Linked DNA regions of Mus musculus: region 2 is linked to region 1. A link is a contact called in public HiChIP or PLAC-seq data. All regions are on one chromosome and are shown on one strand. The core of a region is the stretch at or near the end of the contact, and the rest is flanking DNA. Distances in the headings are between cores, read along the strand shown.

Region 1 (5,859 bases), core at 2,317-4,816:
CAGGAGTCTCATAAATAGCCTAATGTCAGAAACACCTTAAAATTGGTTAATTTTCTTAATCCTTTGCAAGAGAATAGGTATTTATAAAGCCCAAGATACCTCAGACATTAAGATCAGAGAAAAACTTGAAAACAACAAACAGCCACGGTCTGCTTCTCAGACTTAAAACCAAAGGCAGGAGCCTAGCAAAGGAACAGAGGAGGGACAGAGCTGCACTAAGAGCAGTGGCTGCGGCAGGGGGTGGTGACAGGCGCCTTTAATCCCCCAGCACAGGGATATATGCAGATCTTTTTGAATCAGAAGTCAGCCTGACCTACAAAGTGAGTTTCAGGACAGCCACCACTAGACAGAGAAACCCTGTCTTGAAAAATCAACAAACAAACAAAACAAACAAATAAACAAACACCCCACTGGCTGCTTTTCTGGTGGATGCGGGTTCAATTCCCAGCTCCCACATGACAGCTCACAACTGGCTATAATTCCAGCTCAAGGGGATCTGATGCCTTTTTCTGGCTACTGAGGGGCCCAAGTATATGTTGCAAGCATACACATAAAATAAAAATAAATATTTAACAAAAATCCTTTGGGGCTGCAGAGATGGCTCAGTGCTTAAGAGTACTGACTGTTCTTCCAGAGGTCCTGAGTTTAATTCCCAGCAACCACATGGTGGCTCAAAACCATCTGTGATGGGAGGTCTGATGCCCTCTTCTGGTGTGTCTAAAGAGAGCAATGTTTACTCATATACATAAATAAATAAATCTTAAAAAAATCCTTTCTCAATTAAAAAAAAAAGAAAATAGAATATATGAAGACAGCTGACTGAGGACTTTAGAAACAAAAAGTATAATAAAAATATGAACTCATTTGGATTGACTCAAAAGAAATGGAAACAACAGGAGAAACTGGAAAAACTGGAGACAGCATGACAGAAGTTACCCTGAGCACGAGGAAAAGAACTGAAGAAGCAGACAAGAAACAGAGTTCCCGGGTCTATGGGAAAATACGACGGCGGGGTCCTCTTGTTTGAGCCACAGAAGTAGAGTAAAGGTCAGAGAAACCACTCCTTGAAAAATAAGTTACTTTAAACTCCAACAGTAAAAGAAAGAAAAAACCCCTATACATTCAGGGGTTCATGTACAAGGCCCTGGATTGAACCCCTAGCACCCCAAATCAAAAGCTATTGCTCAGTAGGATAAGTGCAGAAAACTGTACCAGGGCCATAGTGCAGAAGCTGGACCATAAATAAGTGTCAAGTGTTTGAGGTGACAGATATGTGTCCCTGGAGCAAATGTTACAGGCCTCAGCACATGAACTGAAACACACACAGCACCGTTTTAAGACAGAAGGCTTCTTTATATTTATAGATGGGGTCTCACGTAGCCTAAGCTGGTCTCTAGCCCTCTATACTCAGGGATGGCCTTGAACTCCCAAGAATCAGGATTACTGATATATGTCACCAGGCCCTGCTAATACATATGATCTTTATGATGTTTTTGAGGAGTTGTGGGTCTAACCCAGAGCCTTACTACTAGGAAGACACTCTATTGTCCAACTACATCCCAAGCTTCTATAACTGATATGCTAGTTAAAAATGATCAACAAATAACACCGCTCGAGTATAATGGTGCATGCATGCGATCTTGGCAGCAGAGAGGCTGAGACAGAAAGAATGCCGGAAGCTGAGCTACAGATTGAGACCTACCTCAGGAAGGAGAGAAGAAGGAAGGGGGTGGTGGTGGAGAGGAAAATGGAGGGGAGCAAAGGAGAAAGAAAGGAAGGATGGAAGAGAGGGATGCGGAGGCCCTCCAAACAAATAAAAAAATCTCAACATATTCCAAAGAGAAATACATGCTTAGACACACTGCAACAGAGCTAAAAGCCAAAAACTAAAAACAAAGGAAAAACAAAATTGGGGGCCCACGAATGTGGCTCAGCTGGTAGGAAGCTTGCCAACACTCCTGAAACCCTGGACTCTATCCCCAGCGCCACATAACCCAGGCACGGTGGTGCAGGCTTGTAATCCCAGCACTTGGGAGATGGAAACAGAGGACCAGAAGTTCAAGGCCATCCTCCACTACCTAGGTAGTTCCAGGACAGCCTGTATACAAGGGATCCTGCATCAACAGAAAAAAAAACAAACCACAGCCAAATTACTATTGAGGAACAAACACTTCAGTGATGGTGGCCTGGGCATTTCTCACAAGAAACTCTGAACAATGGCACAGTTTCATCCATCCAACCATTCACCTATCCATCCATCCATCTATCTATCTACCCATCTATCCACCCATCCATCCATCTTTGCACTATCTATCTATCTATCTATCTATCTATCTATCTATCTATCTATGCAGCACTGGGAGTTAAGCCCAGGGTCTGGTGCCAGGCAACTGCTCTGCCTCGAAGCTACACTGCAGCCCAGAACCACATCATTCATTCATTCATTTATTTATTTTGGTTTTTCGAGACAGGGTTTCTCTGTGTAGTCCTGGCTGTCCTGGAACTCACTTTGTAGACCAGGCTGGCCTCGAACTCAGAAATCCGCCTGCCTCTGCCTCCCCAGTGCTGGGATTAAAGATGTGCGCCACCACGCCCGGCTGAACCACATCATTTAAATTATGAAAGAAAAGAGACTATTGTTCCAGAACTCTAAAGCTAGTACCACTAAACTGCAGAAGAAAACCAACCCCCCACAATCTCCAATGGGAGAGCATTAAGAACATTTGTTACCAACTGACATGTAAGTTTATAAAATAGAGAGCCCAGCAAAGTTCCACTGGGAGTAGGGCTGTTTGGGTCCAAGTCTGATATTGTGGGGGGGGTGTGGTGGGTGTGGTTGTATGTGGAGAGCCGGTACGTGCTTCGAGCAATCGCGTGCGTGCCGCCAGTAATCTCTGAGGAGAGCCGTGTGTGCGGCGAGCAATCGCCATTATAAGATGGCGCGGGCCTCCACTGTGCCTAACTAGTAAACAAGCCTTGTACGCAGGTGCGAGAGTGAATTCACTCCTAGTCACTCCTATTCTCGGGGTGTAATAGTGGGGTGATGGGCAAGCAACGAATCGGAAGCTGTCACGCCATATCAGGTGCTGAAACGTCACGCTGCGGGTTATAAAAGCAGCGCCATTTTCCCGGTTCGGGATCTTCCTGAGAAGCAAGCAATAAAGCTCTTGCCGCGGAAGATTCTGGTTTGTTGCGTCTTTCTTGCCGGTCGAGCGGGACGCAATAGTTGTAAGGTCATTATCACAAGGCAAGGGGAGACAGAGTGAATGACCTGCTTACATAACTCTGTTGAGGAGGAACCATGATAAGGCTTCACATTTAAACAGTAAAATAATCTAGGCATGGTGGTGCATGACTAATCTCTCAGGAATCAAGAGGTTGAGGTAAGAGGAATGTGAATTTCAAGCCAGCAAAAGCCACACAATTTATTTACATAAAAAGTAAATAAATAAAAAGCTAAACAAATGTTTATTTACTTATCTATTTTTAGTCAGGGTATCTCTCTGCTAGTTAGTTTTTGTCAACTTGACATGAAGAGGTCAGCTCAGCCTTTGAAAAGTTCCACTGGACCCCTCCTCTCCTAAAAGAGACAGGTCAGAGAGCACATAGGCCAGAAGAGAGAGGCTGAGTAAGCTCCTGCTACCTCATTCCCTAAAGACCAATCAGTTTAAAGGGCGCACTGTTCCACCAATCATATTGTGCCTAGTTGCTGATGCTCTATTCCACCCCTGGAAGCCATATAAAACCACGCAGAACAGGCCACTGGGGGTCACCGCCTCTCCTTTGGGTCTGGGATGACCCCAGTGCACTGGGACAATAAATTCCTCTTGCTTTTTGCATCGATTCTCAGATCTTCATGGTTTACTCAGGGGGTCAGCAGTAAGCTAGGGCCCGCCATAGTCTTACAGAAACAAGGAGACTCATCTGGGAGGGGAACCTCAGTTTAAGGTCAGCCTCCATCAGACTGGTCTGTGCGCTTGCCTGTGGGGCATTTTCTTTATGTAACATGTGGGCGGGATCCTGGGTTGTATAAGCAGGTAAGCCGAGGGAGCCATGGGGCACAGGCCAGTTTCCTCCATGGTTCCTTCCCACCTGCCCTCAATGACTGACTGCAACCTGATGTGTGAGCCAGGTTAACCCTGCAGGCTGGTATTGGTCCATGTTTTATCACAGCCACAGAAACCCAGCTAGAGGACAGTGTGACTGAGACCCAGGCTGACCTGGAACTCACAGCAACCTTTCCTCACCTTCTCATGTGCTGAGATCACAGGCATATACAAAATCAACTCCTCTAATGAGGCACGCTGCATCTCTCCTGGGAAGAAGCCAGAGCCATTTACTTCAAGTAAACAGTCTGGAATGTGTCCTTACAAAGCAGTCTACTGGGGATTGCTTGGGGCAGGCAGGCACAACCACGACAAGCAATTAAGAGTGATCCTACTAAGGAAAATGTCCCCTGACCTTTGTCAGCTGAGGGCGGTGGAGCCGAGAACTGCCACCAGTGTATTCGGGCATGCTTTCCCCTGCTGTCCTTGCACACTGGTCCTCAGTGTGTGGACCACTCCTCAGCCAAAGGCCTTCCTCACCTGACGGAGCATCATAATCCTTTATTCAGCATCCAGTTCAACCACGTTGTTTCTGAGACAAGAGTTTTTCTGTGTGGCTTTCCTAGAACTCTCTCTGTAGACCAGGCTGGCCTTGAACTCAAGAGATGTACCTGCCTCTGCCTCCTGAGAGCAGGCTAGCCTAACCACTTTTAAAGAAGCCTTCTGACCCTCCTGTAGAAAACCTTCGCTTCTGCTGCTGTGTCTACTTAACAGTTAGCTCCGACATGTGTATAAAATAAATATTTGTAAATACTTAGGAAGGAAGGTAACTATTGCAGAAGGTTAACCTCCGAGCCTTAAACATGCTTGGGACACTCTAACGTGGTACAATAATATCCCCAGCCCATCAGTTTACCTATTGTTGTCATAGACAGGGTCTTCCTGCTGTCAAGTCTGGTGCTCATTATGTAGCCCAGGATAGTGAGTCCTCCCTCCAGGGAGCCGATCTGATGGTGGGTACCATCTCACCTGATGGACTTAGACTTTCTTAGGACGAGGTACTGCTATGTTACCTAGGCTAGCCTCAAAGAACCTCTAAGGTAAAGCAAGTCTCCTGTCTCCGGTAGCTATGCCTAAAGACACACACCACTGCACCCTCGATAGTATTCCAGACAATTAATGCAAGTCTTTCTTGGAGCCTGGGACTTCCAAGAGGGCAGGAGTGTCACCTGTGCCAACCAACATGCAGCTCCAGGCACACCCTGGCCACTCACTTAGAACTGAAGAATGAGGTTTACAGATGTGAAATGTTCCTAAGACTGAGATAATAAAGACATTGAAGAAGGGGTGGCAGGGGAGCAAAGCAGAAAGTACAGAAAGGCTTGCGGAGAACTGCGAAAAGGAAGACAGAAACTTGAAATAAAGATAGATAACAGGGTCTCTATGTAGCCCTGGCTATCCCAGAACCTGTGGGGATCACCCTGCCAAGGCTGCACAGGTGTATGCATGTCTGAGTGCATGTGTGTGTGTGTTTGTGCATGTCTGAGTGGGGGCGTGTGTGCATGCATGCATGCATGCTCGTGTGCGTGTGTGTGTGTGTGCTTGTGAGACTTCATCACCTGCTCTGAGTTTTCCCTCCTGTTTAGAGAAGGTGGGAGGAGGCAGTGAAGATCTATGGCCTGGTTAGAGCCTGGGAGAAGGGTAGGGCTGCTCAGTCGGACAAGTCTGTTTCCAGAATACAGTTTAGGATTTTTTTTTCAACTTACTCATAAGTTCTCAGAGAGGGATACATTCAAATAAATGTTTACTTTTA
Region 2 (5,859 bases), core at 1,245-3,744, 33 kb before region 1:
AGTATAAAAATAAAAGTTATCTTGCAAACCATTTCTAAGGGTTCATTAGCCTTCAGAAATCCTTAAAGTCCTGTTATCACAGGTTAAGATAGAAAGGTATTAAAAAGCAAGTACATTTAGTTTTGGGGGGAGGTGTAGGGGGTTGTTTGTTTGGAGGAGGGCACAGGTGTGGAACAGTCAGAGGATAACGTTCAGGATGAGCTCTGTCCATCCACACTGTGGATCCCTGAGACAGACAGAGATAAGGTCAGCAGACTTGGAGACAAGCACCTTTACCCACCGAACCATCTCGCCAGCCCCAATTTATAGTTAATCATCTTTAAAACCCTTACAACCCCCAATCTAGTTTCTTCTGAGGGCCATCATGACACATACCAAAGTAAACCTAAAAGATGAAGAAAGGAGTGCACAGCCTATTTCAAAGTGAGGTCTTGTTACTGCTGTTTTATATTTCCGGGGCTGGGCGTCAATCTAGGTTTAGGTAATTACCCTACCACTGCGCTATTGATGCCCCAGCCCTCAAACCGTACTGGAGGTCAGTTAAGAATTTTGGCTGCAAGGGTAAAACCTGCACACGGCAAGGACTACATATTCGCAAGGGGCGAGGGAAGGGAATTACGGCCACAAAATAGTAATATGAATAACTAAAACTACTTTACTATGCCTGGAATTAAGGCAACAGAAGGGTTTACTAAGTCTCGGGACTTTCTTAACAAATGTTAAGTGCTGCATTCCTGACTCTGCAACCACATGCCAGCACTGGCTACTGACACCATATCTGCCATAACACTAAACTAGTTCCAAGGCACAAGATGTTCTAAAACTAACTCTGCCCAGAGCCAGTACACAAGCGTGACAGAACCTGGGGTCTGGCCGGCGCCTTTATCTCCTGATGCAATTTGAGAATGGACACTTACATGAATTCCAGCAATGGGATAGTGGTAAAGCCTTAGTAAATCGTAAGATAATCAGTGACTGGAAGAGGCAAGATGCAAAACAAACATTTTATACTCAACTTTGAATTCTGCCACAGTGGAAAAGAGGCTAATGACTTAAACCATACTGCCTAGTTACGATGACTTCAAACCATTAGGAGAACAGAAAACAAATGACCCAGAAAAATTCTAAGTCAAATGAAACACAGCAGCTGGCTCTGTAGAGGGGTGTTTTCTAACCTGTGGGTCATGACCCCTTTCTAAAGGGAGTCGTTCTTGCCTAAGACCATCGGAAAACCTAAATATTTACATTGCAATTCATAACAGTAGCAAAATTACAGTTATGAAGTAGCAACAAAATGCTTTTATGGTTGGGGTCAGGTCACAGCATTAGGAAGGTTGAGAACTGCTGGCCTAGAGGAGGCAGGATAAGGGGTTGGAGCCCCTTGAGATGAAAGGAGGAAAGACAGAAGTCGCCAAAGGCTCAAAGGTACTTTCAACGAATGCTATGGAAAAAGAATGCAAAGTAAACATTTTGCTAGGCCAGGCTACAAGCCTGGTAACGATTTCAGCCGAAAAGGTGAAACAACATGGGGTCCAGAGTCTCCTCCAGCATCCAGGGTTACGTTATGCATTTAGTAGAAGTGAGCTTTGTTTCAAGTGCATTCCGGAGATTAGCCCTTTTCTCTCTCCCAACACCCTCCCCGTCCTCGCATAGGCAGATGTGGCTCACAGATGAACAAACTGAGCCCACACAAAGCACCGGAACACGGGCGAGTGAGTGTCCACGCACTTCACTGTGCCACCTCTCGGCGGAGCCCACAGTCACTTTCCCGCTGCTCTGTGCACAGCAACCAGGGCCTTGTGCAGAATTCCTCCCAGAACTTGGGCCGAGAAAGTAACCTCTACTTGAAAGGAAAAGTTCTCTTGGGGGAACCTGGGGGTCTTCCAGGTAGGGAGAGCTTTGGAACTCTGCAAAAGCACCCCGCAGAAACAGACTGGAGGATGGTGGATCACGAAGGGAGGAGGGAAAGTCAGAAGATCTGAGTGAGAAGCCCAAGTCAGCCCTTGCCCTTCCTGATCCCGGGTGATGGCGAGCCCGCGGGCTCCGGAGCCTCATCAGGTATTCCAGGGTTGCTTGGCCCCGCTGCAGAGAAATCCTGAGGACAAGCTGAGACTCCCGGGACAGGGCAGGGGAGAGCCGGCCGGCGGGGGGCCACGCCCGGTCCAAAGGCCCCTGGCGCGCAGGCCCGCGCCCTTTCCGGGACCTTACCGCAGCTTGGTGCAGAGGGGCCGCCGCCGGTCCACACAGCCCTCGGCCCACTCCCGGGGAGACGCTTCTTCGCGAGCCGCCGCTCCTCAGGCAGAGCCAGGTCCGCTCGGAGCAAGCTCCCGGCCGCGCAGCCGCGGTCTTCGCGCGCGTCGGAAGCCTGCAGTGCAGGAAGGGTCAAGGCGCGCCCCGCGTGCCAGGCAGCGACGGCCGCACAGCCCAGCGCGCCCGACGCCGTCCGCCCTCAGCGACACGGCCGCGGCGGCGCCGCTTCCCCCGCGCTCGCTTTGGCGGCGGAGCAGCACGGTGAGCGCCGATTGGCCCTCGGCTGGCATGACGCGCGCCGACGCTCTCCACGGATTGGCCGGGCCGCAGTGCGTGTAGGGAGTAAACAAAACCCGCCCCCAGGCTCGCCCCCAGGGCCAGAGGCGGAGGTGGGCGGCGGGCTTGCGGGAGCCTGCCCTGGTCTTTTGACCTCCAAAGCCACTCTCCGCTAGGGGCCGCCCTGAGGCTCTGCCTGCCGCTGGACCCCTGCCACCTAGAGGGCAGCCAGGCTCGCCCTTCCCCCTCCACCACATCAGCCCCTCTCCTCACCTCCACCCACCACCTCGCTTCTCTCAGCTCTAAAGTATGGTTCTCTTTTCCATCCCATCTCTCGGAAAGAAACCGGAACTAGGTCCTTACATCTGGACCATAGACCTCTGATGGGCCACTGCTCCAGGAACACTCGGAAGGCAGAGGGATAAGTGACCCTGAGGCCACACGTGGACCACTGTGGAGGTTGGTCATGCTTCAATTCCTGGGAAAGTGTAGCAATAAATTAAGGCCAGATGCCTTAATTTCGAAGTTGAACCGAAAAAGTTGGAGGCACACACTCTCAAATACCCAGTCATTTATTAAGAAATTCAGGTTGGCTTAGTGGCTCATGTCTTTAACCCCAGCACTCCTGAGGCAGACACTAGCATATCTCTTTAAGTCTAAGGCCAGCCTAGTCAACACAGTGAGTTCTGAGCCAGCCAGGGCTAGACACTTTGACCCTGCCCCCACCCCTCCAAAAAAAGGTGTTTCCCCCTTTCAAGTGCATGGATCCTGTATGAACTGTAGCTAATGTGGACGTTTGGAAGTAAGATAAGAAAATCCGACTTTAAAATACTTTGATCTTTTTCATTTTAATTTCCTCATAGCTCTATGAGCCAAATACTATTTATGATGCTAGGGCTGTGTGTACAAAAGAGACAAAAATTCTTGGCATAATTGAGCTTATGTTCCAGTGAGGTAGGAAAGATGCTTCTTAAAGTTCTTTAAAAAAAAATTCAGTGGTGTGATAAGGGAAACAACTCTGAGAGGGGGCTATTGATGTAAATACCAGCCCCAGAGTGTCAGCTCATGGTCTGGGTGGCAGAGTCGGGAGTTTAGACCAACTGAGTCTACATGAGATCCTTTCTCAAAAACATTAGATAGATAGATAGATAGATAGATAGATAGATAGATAGATAACAGTGAGATCCTTTCTCAAAAAATGATGATGTACATAGGTAGAAACTAAGGCAAGCAGACAGAAAAAATGCATAATGAGGTGAGGAAGCCAAGAGCAAACACCCTTGGCTTTCTCTTTGGAAGATTTGGAGACTATTTCTAGACAATTGTTATGGGTAAAATCCCAAAATTCCAAACATACAGTAATCCAAAAGTCTCAACTGAATGATTGCCTTTTGCACTGACAAGTGAATGTGGATTTATTTAATTTCCGCAGGAAACGTTGTTAAGGTATTGTGTTAAGCTTATTTAATAAATACTTAGCATGCTAGGTAATCGTGGTGAGCACCGTTAGTCCCAGCACTTGGGAAGCAGAGGTAGGTAGACCTCTGAGTTTCAGGCCAACCTAGCCTACAAAGTGGGTTCCAGGACAGCCAAGGATACACAGAGAAGCCCTGTCTCAAAACAAACAAACAAACAAACAAATTAGCAATCCTAGCATTAAGGATAAAAAGTCAGCATGACAGAAATAAGTCTTTACTTCAATCCAGTAGTGAAAAATTATGAAGCCCCTCAACATGTGTAGCCACAAGAGAGGCTGGCACATTAAATGTTTGGGTTAATGTGGAGAAAGGAATGCCCAAAATCTCATTACTTGTCAACTAAACACTACATGCCCATGCTAGAATGGGGTGGGGGTGGGGATATAAAAGTGTAGAGATCAAAGGACAACTTGCAGGAATTGATGCTTGTCTTCTACTGTGTGGGTCTTGAGGATTAACATAATGTTTTCAGGTTTGGAAACAAACGGCTTTACCCTCTGATTCATCTTACCATATTCCCTTAATTTCTTTCTAAAATGAAAACTTGAAGACAAAATTTCATTTGAACCAGTCACAGTGGTCCATGCCTTTAGTCCCAGCACTTGGGAGGCAGAGGCATGTAGATCTCTGTGAGGTTCAGGCCAGCCTGGTCTACATATTGAATAGGCAAGTCAGTGCTACATAAGGAATCATGTCTCAAAAAGTCAAAAAACAAAACAAAACAAAACAAAACAAAAACACAAAGAAAAAACAACCAAGATAAAACAAAATAAACCAAAAACCAACAAAAGAAGAACTAAACCCTAAGGTGAGCAATATGAAGTTACTATATAGCTTGGTATGCTCTTGTGAGAGTTAGCATGAGATATGCAGCGCACACAGTGTTCAGTAAGTAAGCCAGTTATCACTCTTTAGCATTGCCTTTGAAAGAGATCACTTAAAAGTCCACATTCCACAATATCTTCCAAGGCCCCAAAGTAAAATACACAGTGGAAGGTTTCAAATTTTCCATACCCTGGTTTGATCTAGCTGTGAATTTCCATGACCTCAGGACCGTGTGCTGCAGAAGGCGAGAGCAAACACTGGTTTCACAGCAGGCCAAAAACTCAGAACATGGAAGAACAGCTTGGCTTTGAAGCCAGATACTCAAAGTTCTCTGGTACAGAATAAATTGACTTGCTCCAGGGATGAAAATTCATGTAAATCAATTTTTCATTCCCACTCATAGTTTCAGTTTAGCAATGTGCACCAAGAGCTGTCTGTCTCCCTTCTCATTCCCCCGTTAAGGGATTCTGTTTCCTTTGAAAAAAGAAATTAAGTCTGTACCATCTCCAATGCCAGGGAATAGAGGTCTGAACTTCCGTGGTATATTTATTGACTCAGCACTTATTAGGCACTTACTGTGCACAGATGGGAAAGACGAGCATAAATGTCTCAAGAGCTCTTAAATGGTGTTTCGTGAGCTTACAACAACCCCTCAGCTCACCCAGTTAATTGTATATCTTATCAGCTAAACTTAACTTACTCCAAAAAGGACTCTCTTGACTGACCACCTCCAGCTCTTTCCCCATAAAATTTTGTCTTCCTTACTAACATTTATGAAAGCTGCAATAATTCACTTGGATCTGTAGCCTGGGTGGCTCTAAGTGCCTTCAGAGTCAGAGCAATTCCTTTTCAGTGCCATTATTGATAAATATACAGCAGCTAGCCAGTAAGTATATTCGGATAGAGAAGCAAAGTATGAACAAGGCCTAGTAGTACGTACCTGTTATACTAGGTATACAGAAGACTAAGACTGGAGAGTTGTGAGTTCAAGGCTAACCTTAACACTTAAAAGTCCACATTCCACAATATC

What was found. HiChIP or PLAC-seq counts read pairs in DNA pulled down with a chosen protein or histone mark.
Region 2: a contact with region 1 is called in an H3K27ac HiChIP or PLAC-seq map of embryonic stem cells, with 13 read pairs. The contact joins the promoter of Tfdp2 here to the enhancer-like site in region 1. A contact is called at or near these places in 7 of 39 promoter capture datasets (the HPC-7 cell line, embryonic stem cells, frontonasal cranial neural crest and 3 more), 2 of 15 datasets of contacts at CTCF or cohesin (CD8 T cells and the NIH/3T3 cell line), 4 of 484 Hi-C or Micro-C datasets (LSK cells, Sertoli cells and embryonic stem cells), 5 of 115 datasets of contacts at active chromatin or transcription factors (the SCID.adh cell line, embryonic stem cells and heart atrium) and 3 of 9 other capture datasets (adipose tissue, liver and pancreatic islet).

What each region holds. Positions count from the first base shown.
Region 1 is chr9:96,161,123-96,166,981 of GRCm38.p6, reverse strand. All of the region lies in intron 11 of Gk5 (glycerol kinase 5 (putative)), which reads right to left. Among named protein-coding and RNA genes, the nearest start is that of Tfdp2, 32 kb to the left of the region's middle. Within about 2 kb of position 3,566, at least 17 of the 459 cell types and tissues checked have an H3K27ac peak or open chromatin away from gene starts, as enhancers often do. A contact at or near this core is called in the NIH/3T3 cell line and embryonic stem cells, where this site is marked.
Region 2 is chr9:96,192,910-96,198,768 of GRCm38.p6, reverse strand. It overlaps Tfdp2 (transcription factor Dp 2), which reads right to left and starts at 2,494. Exons shown (of 13, transcript NM_001184706.1): 1 at 2,209-2,494.